Linked DNA regions of Muntiacus reevesi: all the other regions are linked to region 2. A link is a contact called in public Hi-C data. All regions are on one chromosome and are shown on one strand. Each heading gives the region's core, a stretch centred on a gene start, on an enhancer-like site or on the middle of the called end of the contact. The rest is flanking DNA. Distances are from core to core; before and after follow the strand shown.

Region 1 (2,700 bases), core at 195-2,694, 710 kb after region 2:
AACTGGTGGTATATCCACACAGTGAAATAATATTTAGCAATAAAAAGAAATGACATGCTGATACACTTCAACATGTTAAGCGAAAGAAGACCACATGGTTTATAATTTTATTTATCAGCCTATTCTAGAATTGTCCAGAATAGACAAATATATTTATATATTCAGCAGATATAGTAGTTCCTTAGAGATAAAAGTGGGGTAGGGTAAAGAGGAACTCAAGGGAGATTGCTAGTGGGTACAGGGATTCTTTCAGAGGTGATGAAAATGTTTTAAAATCATGGTTGTCGGTTGTACAACTTTGTGAATGTACTAAAAAGCAGTGTGTATTTTAAAATTCCATGGTGTGTGAACTATATCTCAATCAAGCTGCTATTTTTCAAAAGGACTGCAGGTTGGACTTTTTCTCCCCAGTTTTAACTCCATTTTCCCCCAGCTCCTAAAACAGTGTCTGGCAATACCACGAATTCACAAAATTCTGACTGAATGGAAAAGTAAATTTCCAAACGTGGGTAAACCATTATGAAACATTATCACAGTCAAAGAGATGAAATTACTGCAGGATGGCATGACAGGGGCATACAGCATGTATGTGTACGTGTGTTTCCCATGAAAGGAGATGAGACTGAAAAATTCAGCAGAAACAAGACTCTGAAGTGTCTTCAATCCAGCCAAAGGAATTTGTACTATCCTGAATCAATGGGAAAGTCAGTAAGGTTTTAAGTAGAGGATTAACAGTCAGATCTGTGTTTTAAATGTGTAAGTTCAAGTAGAGAGTTGCTGCTTATATCCAAAGGTGAAGGACAGCAATGCCCCTCAGGTGAGAATAAAGAGGAATGAGGGGAAGAGACCAGGAAAGTAGCAAAATATACTACTTGTGGATTTTTAAATTACAGCCCTTTCCACACACGCACAGACTGACAAACATGCATACGCACGCTTATACAAACACCCGAAAAATCACTTAAACGCTGAAAATCATTTCCATGGTCAGCACCAGCTCAGCTGTGATGGAGATGAACGATCATGACCACCGAGCCAGAGTATTCTTTTATACAATCATCTAGGCAGGGCCTCTCTCAGACTGTTGTAACCTGGGACCACCGACAGAGTGCACAGTTCCACCTCTTCACAAATGTGCTCCTGGAAACGCTCACCAAGGACCACGGGACAAGGTCACGATTAGCCCACCACGGGTCCCCCCAGTCACGCAGCTCCAGGAGGTCACGACCCAGCAACAAGGAGGTGGCCCCTGACGTGCTGCCCTAGCAACAGTCCGCCCCTCGCGCAAAAGCCGTCTCCAGAACGGCGAGAACAAATGCTTTTGGAGTAGGACTGACCCGACTCTTTTCTCCCGCGTGGACGCTAACCTGTCAGGCGTAGAAACACCACGCCACAGAGAGCGTGACGGCCCCTTCCGGAAGTGGAGCGTGTGGGAGTGGGTGGGGCAAACGCCGGCGGGTGGACACGCCCCGCGAAGAGCAGTCGAGACTTCCGACGTCACCTCCTCTCGGGGCTAGAGCAGTCAGGACGCACTAGAGCAGTTGAATGATTGCAAAATCCCGGCGCCAGAGCGGCGGCTTCTGAGGCTGAAATTGGTTCTGCTGCCTGGCTTCTCAGAAGCTTGTCGAGCGCGAGAAAGGCATTTGTCTTCCCAAATCTCGGCTTTTTGTCTTGTGCCCCCCACTAGCCCCCAACATACTGTCAGTCCATCAGCGGTTGCCTAGGAAATTTAAAACCACTGGTTCCTGTTGCTCCTCGCAGGGATCTGGCGCTTCGATTCACCTCCAAGGATGCGAAACCACGGGCCATCTGAGCCCCGCTCTGGCACTGAAGTCCATCTTGCCAGTTCGACTGAGAAACTTAACAACGCTAACTCTTTTTATTCATTAAATATTTATTAAATTCTTACTGTGCTCCATGGAATGGATTGTTAAGAAAAATGTAACAGTCTCGGTTCTTATGGCGTTTAGTAGCAAAATGCATTAGTAGTAGTGGTTGCTTAATAGATTTGTCATGAGGATGTAAAGCGATCAGATTCGTCTGGCAGTACTTAAGTGTTCAATAAGCGCTAGTTATTGTTTTCATCTTGATTATTCCATTGTCATCATCGCTATAACGTCACCCTTTGCTTTAATGACAAGTTAGAAGTTCGAGAGTTACCTACCACCCAGGCCCTTGGATTCTTTAATCAAAAGAAACTGATAGAGGCCAGAGAGAAACAGAGCAGACCATACGGAAAAGAAACCTAGGAATGATACAAGTAGAAAAGAAAATTAATATTAAAAAGAAGGAAGGAAAAAAAGAAAATGGGGACATTTTGACACAGCTACTTTGAGAAAACAACTGAGTAGGTCATTAGATCTTATCATAAAAGTTAAGTGTAAACTAGACAATATTTACCTCAAAGACTAATAAAATTTGCATTAGGTAGGTTGGAATGAATGTCTTTTCTTACTTATCTTACATACTGTCATCATGAAATTGAGTCCTAACTAGTTTGTTTACAAGAAATTTTACAGTAAAACTTTCAGTTTTAACCTGGAAAAGTTCTTTATAATCTTTACCAAAATGTTATCTTTAATCCAAAGTCTATGCTTCCTCTATATGTTTTTTAATGGGAAAGTGCATGGATCTACTATAATTTTTCATATAAAACTTGTATCCGTTATAAAAAAATCGTACCTGCTCAAAAAAAAATTT
Region 2 (2,700 bases), core at 161-2,660:
TTAAAGATAGAGGTCCAGGTTTTGTCACCGAATAGGAACAGTAGCGACCTGTCAAACCCTGTTTCCTATCACTGTATATGAGGAGATCTTTTTTAAAAGATAAATATTCTAGTATTTTAAGAAGACATTACACAGTAATGCAAAATGTATTAATTTTGTCGTCAGAAAGAACCCAGTTTAAAAGTTAACCTATGACCAGGGAGGAGTTATTGAATTTGAGTTGTGGTCAGCTCATTTGTAAGATGTTTAGAAAACATTCATCACACAGGGTAGCCCAAAGAGAAGGAGTAAGCTCCACCCACACATAAAGTACTCAACAAGTTAGATGCCGCCTGTCTTTAGCTGTCAGATAATATTTTTAATTAAATAGGCCCTTACTGATCGTAGGGAAAATGGCCAAACTGAATCCTTCTCCGGTCAGTAAAGCAGTGCATCTCTGATTTATTTTGAAAAATATGCTTACATAAATGCTCTAAAGTTTAAAAGCCTACAATCTTTCTTTAAATAAACATATCCGCTTCCAAAAATTACAGCCCCAAAGCAAATACAGCCTATTTTGGAGCCCACAAAGACACCGGGCTAGAAACATTACCACTTTCACTTTCAGTTCTTAAGCTTCCAGTAGGGGCACCGAAAAAATCGAAAGCGGGAAAAGGTTTCCAAAGACATTAGCGCCAAATGGAAGCTAAGACTAGAACTGAACTGTAAAGTTGGGGCTTTCCAAGAAAAAGGAACCCCATAGAGCTGACCAAAATTCCAAACTGCAGAAGCTCCTGAATCAGGCCTACTTGGGTCAGGAAGGAAATCTTCTGAGTTCTGAACAGGAAACCTGGACGCAGCTCATTCAAAATTGCCTTTTTCTCTACTTCCAAAGCGAAAGAAAATCCCTGGGTGAGGGCCTCAACTTCCCACAGCGTCTAGACAGATCTCCCAGGACACCCTGACTAGCGTTCCCACGGCCCCCAGGCACCAATGCTCCCCGGGCCGCGGGAAGGCCCCGCAAATGACTTGGCAAACTCGCATTTCCACCCCCATTTCCTACTAGGCCCTCAGAAAGCGCCAAGTCAGAGACCAGGAAGGTAAAAACCTGGTCGGCAGAGCTCCTGCAACCTCAGTTACGTGGAGGACCTCAGAAGTCCCTTCCATACCTGAATGTAGTCAGCGAAAAGCTGTAACCACGCTCCGCCATCTTTACCCGAAGACCCAACGCACATCCGCGCACATGCGCACTGAGGCCAGTTTAGTTTCTTTTCCCCGCCCCGCGCCTTCCTTTCTAGGTTTCTGATTGGAGGAAAGGCAGAGCCGCTCCAGAAGCATGCTGGGAGTTATAGTTCCAAGTGCGCGTTTGCCCGACTCTGTGTCTGTGCGCATGCTCAAGGTAGGGGCGGGACCCAGAGGCCTGGTGGGTGTGGCTTTCGGCCGAGCAACATGGCGCCCACCATGCTGGTGCTGCTGGTTCCGCCGTTGCCCGCAGTCCGAGGACTTCTCCGGAACTGTTGGAAGCAGCTGCAGCGGAAACTTCTGCAGAGCCGACCAGGTTTTCCCAGTCCGCCATGGGGTACGTAAAGAAGGCCTCCGTGGAGAAGGGTTTGGACTGGGGACCCCAGGCAATGTGGTGAATTTTGCTCGTATCTAGCCTGCTCCGGTGTTCTGATCTTTGGCTGCGTGGAGGAGACGATGTTCCGGGCATTCACTTACTTAGGAACAAAGACAGCAGTTTTTGCCCCCAGTCCCCTGCAAAAAGGAAAACAAACATCCTCTGACTGTCCCATTCCTACAGGGAATGTAACCGAAGTGCATTAACTTAGCATCAAGGGACAAGAGCTCTCTAGATCCTCTTTTCTTTCCAGTCCAGTCCACCACCTAAAGCAGTTTGCCGTCTGTGGCATTTGAGCTTTGTCAATTGACTGTTGATCCTCTATTTCCCCTGAAAACTAATTTTAAATGGAAATGTCTTGGCTGTTAAAATTGTCATTCCTTTGACGTTTACATTCTACTCGATTTCGAAGTTATCCCGAACATAATAATGATAATACTCAGAAGAGCCCGCTAAATCTCAAGTGAAGTGAAGTGAAGTCGCTCAGTCGTGTCCGACTCTTTGCGACCCCATGGACTGTAGCACGCCAGGCTCCTCCGTCCATGGTATTTTCCAGGCAAGAATACTGGAGTGGGTTGCCATTTCCTTCTCCAGGGGGTCTTCCCGACCCAGGGATCGAACCCTGGTCTCCCGCCTTGTAGGCAGACGCTTTTACCGTCTTAGCCAACAGGAAAGTCCCACTGAATGTCAAAGTCAACATATATTTAGTAAGATAATCTCCACTACAATCCCATTAGGTGTCTCCACTTTTCAACTGAAGAACTAGACTCAGAAAGGCCTCAAGGTCACACCGACCTTCCAGAGCCTGTGCTATTAACCACAGGTCTGTGCTTAGCAATACTTTCAGGTATATTGAAAAGGAGTACCAGTGTTAAACAGCTTTGTATATTTTTAAGAGTTCCTAAAACCAAAAGAAATATTGCAGGCCTGAGGAATATAGCAAGGAGATGGTAAAGAAATCTTTTTCTTTTTTTTGTTTTATTTTTAATTGAAGGGTAATTACTTTACAATACTGTGTTGGTTTCTGCCATGCATCAACGTGAATCGACAGTAGGTATACATATGTCCCCTCCCTCTTGAACTTCCCTCCCACCTCCCACTAA
Region 3 (2,700 bases), core at 84-2,583, 570 kb after region 2:
TTCTTAGCAGATCCCTAAACTCCAATTTTTTGTCTCTCCAGCCCGATGAGATGCCTAACGCCCTGCTTATTTTCTCACCCTTTCAGTCATTGCTTTGGAATTATCAAATGCTTCATGGGAAAGGGGTGCCATTCTGGGCTGCCTTTCTTGTCAGGATCTCAGTGGTTCAAGTTCTTGCTGCTTTTGAAACTCTCTGATGTTTCAAGTAGAGGACTATCTGATTTAAAATTTTTTCCCAACTTTCTCAGTGAGAGAATTGCTCACACATAGACTAACTCATCATTGCCAGAAGCAAAACTCTGAGTAATGACATGATCTAACTTAGATTTTTTAAAAGATCACTCTGGTTGCCTCAAAAATAAATGATGTGGAATTGAGGAGGAAGAGGGATGGTAGCAGACAGCCTAGTTAGGGAGCTATCACAATAATTCAGACAAGAGAGAATGGTAGTTGTGGTCACGTGGGAGAGGAGTGGTCAGATTCTGGATGTTTTGAAGGTAAAGCCAAGAAGATTTGCTTACAAAATGGATGAGGGGTGTGAGAGAAAAAGAGGAGTCAATGTTGACCCCAAGGTTTTTGGCTTGAACCACTGGAAGGATGGAAATGCCATTTACTGAGGTGGGGAAACTTGGTCGGAGTGCATTTATGAAGGATGATCAGGAGATGACTTCTGCTCGTTAAGTCTGAGATGCTAATTTGGCATCCAACTGGTGATGCCAAGTGTATATTTCAATATATGAGTTTGAAGTTCAGAGAATGATTGGAAGGTGGAGATAAAAAATTTGTAATCATGAGCACACGGATGTAATTAAAACCACAAGACCGGATGAGAGCACCTTGAAAGTTAAATACAGAGAAGACTGTAGGACTGGTATGCGGGCTTAAAAATATTTATTCATCTCTTGCCTTCACGTCCTCCTCTCAGTGTGGGAAGGTACCAGATGCCCCAGGCAACTTCCACGTGCTGTAGAGCAGCCCTGATCTGAGTAGCATCACCTCTCCTGACCCGCCCAAGGGAAGGGATCGTGAAGCTCTGGCTGGTAGCTCCTACGCATTTTCATTAATGCAGGGCTCAGATTTGCAACACTCAGATGCTCAGCAGGTGCGTAACTGGCTGACGCAGCGGGTCCTCCAGCCAGAAGGGTGGTGCTGTCGGTCGCCTGCAGATTGCCTGGGCCAGCCGCGCGGCCGCCCGCCAGGCTGCACCTTCTCCCCCTCAGCTGCAGAGGGCGCGCGTGAGGCACGCGGCGCTCGGGAGCGGGGAGCTCAGCGGGGGGCAGGGGAGAGGCGGGGCCGGACGTGGGGCGGGGCCGGGCGGCCTGGAGGCAGCCGGCCGCAGTCAGTGCGCAGCTCCGGGCAGAGCGGTTGGCATCCTCGCGCCGGCTCGAAGGCAGCTGGAGGCGGGGCCGTTACCCGCCGGGAGCTCCGAGCGAGCCGGGCGGCAGGCAAGGAAAGCACGCCCGAGCGCCATGATTCCTCTCGAGAAGCCGGGCAGCGGCGGCTCTTCCCCGGCCGCCGCCTCCGCCTCGGGTCGGGCTGGCCGGGGTCTGAGCACGCCGCGCCGGCCGCCGCCCCCGACCCAGGCCCGCGGACTGCTGACGGAGATCCGCACCGCCGTGCGGACTGAGCCCTTTCAGGACGCCTACACCCTGACCCCCGGCCGGGAGTTGGGCAGGTGAGGCCGGCGGGCGCGCGCAGATAAGTGCGGGAGGCCGGCCGGCGCGGGCGCAGATAGCGCGCCGGGACCGGGTACAGACGTGGGTGCGGGCGGCGATTAGGGCGGCGGGCCCCCCAGCCTCCAGTCCACGCGCGGCGTCCCCCAGAGCCGTGGTAGCGGCCATGAGAAAGGCTCCCCCCAGCACCTTGACCCCTTCCTGCCTTTGCTGCGGGCGTTTCAGCCTCTGTGGTCCCTTGTGCGGTAACTTAACGAGGCGGCGTGGGAACCACGCTGCGAACGTTTCCCCGCGGCAGCGAGTCTGAAGTCAGCACAGGTGTGGAGTCAGCTTTGGTTTTGCCTACGAACTTGTGGGTTCCTGCCTCTCGCTCTGTGGCTGTGATAGAGGAGCGCAGAACCCCGAGCCTGACAGCTTCCTTCGCACCAGCGCTGGGCCAGTTTCCGTCAGCCGCGTTCTGCTGACTTCAGTTGCGGGTTCTTGGGTTTGTGCTGTTTGCGTTCTGAAATATTTAGGTCCGTGTGCCTTTTAAGTTCAGATCGGTTTCACTTGTGGACTCTGGGCCCTTGTCTGACTCTTTCTACGCCGTGATACGGCCCTTGCCTTTTCTTCCTCATCCCGTTGTTGTTTTGTAGGGGTAGGGAGAGCTTAGAATTTGGTCTGTTTTTAAAATCGCAGAAGGTGAAGGCTGTTTGGATACTTTACGTCTTGTACGTTGAAGAGGGGTCACAGAGTGATAGGTTTGTTGTTTAGTCGTAAGTCATGTCTCACTGTTGCGACCCCATGGACTGTAGCCCACCAGGCTCCTCAGTCCGGGAGGTTTCCCAGGCGAGAAAACTGGAGTGGGTATTGCCATTTCCTTCTGCAGGGGATCTTCCCGACCAGGGATTGAACCCGCATCTCCGTGCAAGCGGATTTTTTTTCTTTCTTTCTTTCTTCTTTTTTTTTAACTGCTGACCCACAGGGAACAGTAGAGGTTTGGGGACTGACTTTTTCTCTGAAAACCTTTGAGGAAATTGTCAGAAGC

The links. Hi-C and Micro-C count contacts between places; a contact is called where the count stands out from the background.
Region 1: a Hi-C map of muscle shows a contact between it and region 2, with 6 times the contacts expected there. The contact joins the promoter of COA1 here to the promoter of MRPL32 in region 2. A contact is called at or near these places in 2 of 3 Hi-C or Micro-C datasets (blood and muscle).
Region 3: a contact with region 2 is called in a Hi-C map of blood, with 4 times the contacts expected there. The contact joins the promoter of STK17A here to the promoter of MRPL32 in region 2. A contact is called at or near these places in 2 of 3 Hi-C or Micro-C datasets (blood and muscle).

The regions. Positions count from the first base shown.
Region 1 is chr6:73,404,018-73,406,717 of mMunRee1.1, reverse strand. It overlaps COA1 (cytochrome c oxidase assembly factor 1), which reads right to left and starts at 1,444. Exons shown (of 6, transcript XM_065938800.1): 1 at 1,368-1,444.
Region 2 is chr6:74,112,988-74,115,687 of mMunRee1.1, reverse strand. MRPL32 (mitochondrial ribosomal protein L32) reads left to right here and starts at 1,410. Exons shown (of 3, transcript XM_065939717.1): 1 at 1,410-1,558. The coding sequence starts at 1,429. PSMA2 (proteasome 20S subunit alpha 2) reads right to left here and starts at 1,228. Exons shown (of 8, transcript XM_065939311.1): 1 at 1,149-1,228. The coding sequence starts at 1,189.
Region 3 is chr6:73,541,875-73,544,574 of mMunRee1.1, reverse strand. STK17A (serine/threonine kinase 17a) reads left to right here and starts at 1,333. Exons shown (of 7, transcript XM_065939092.1): 1 at 1,333-1,675. The coding sequence starts at 1,470.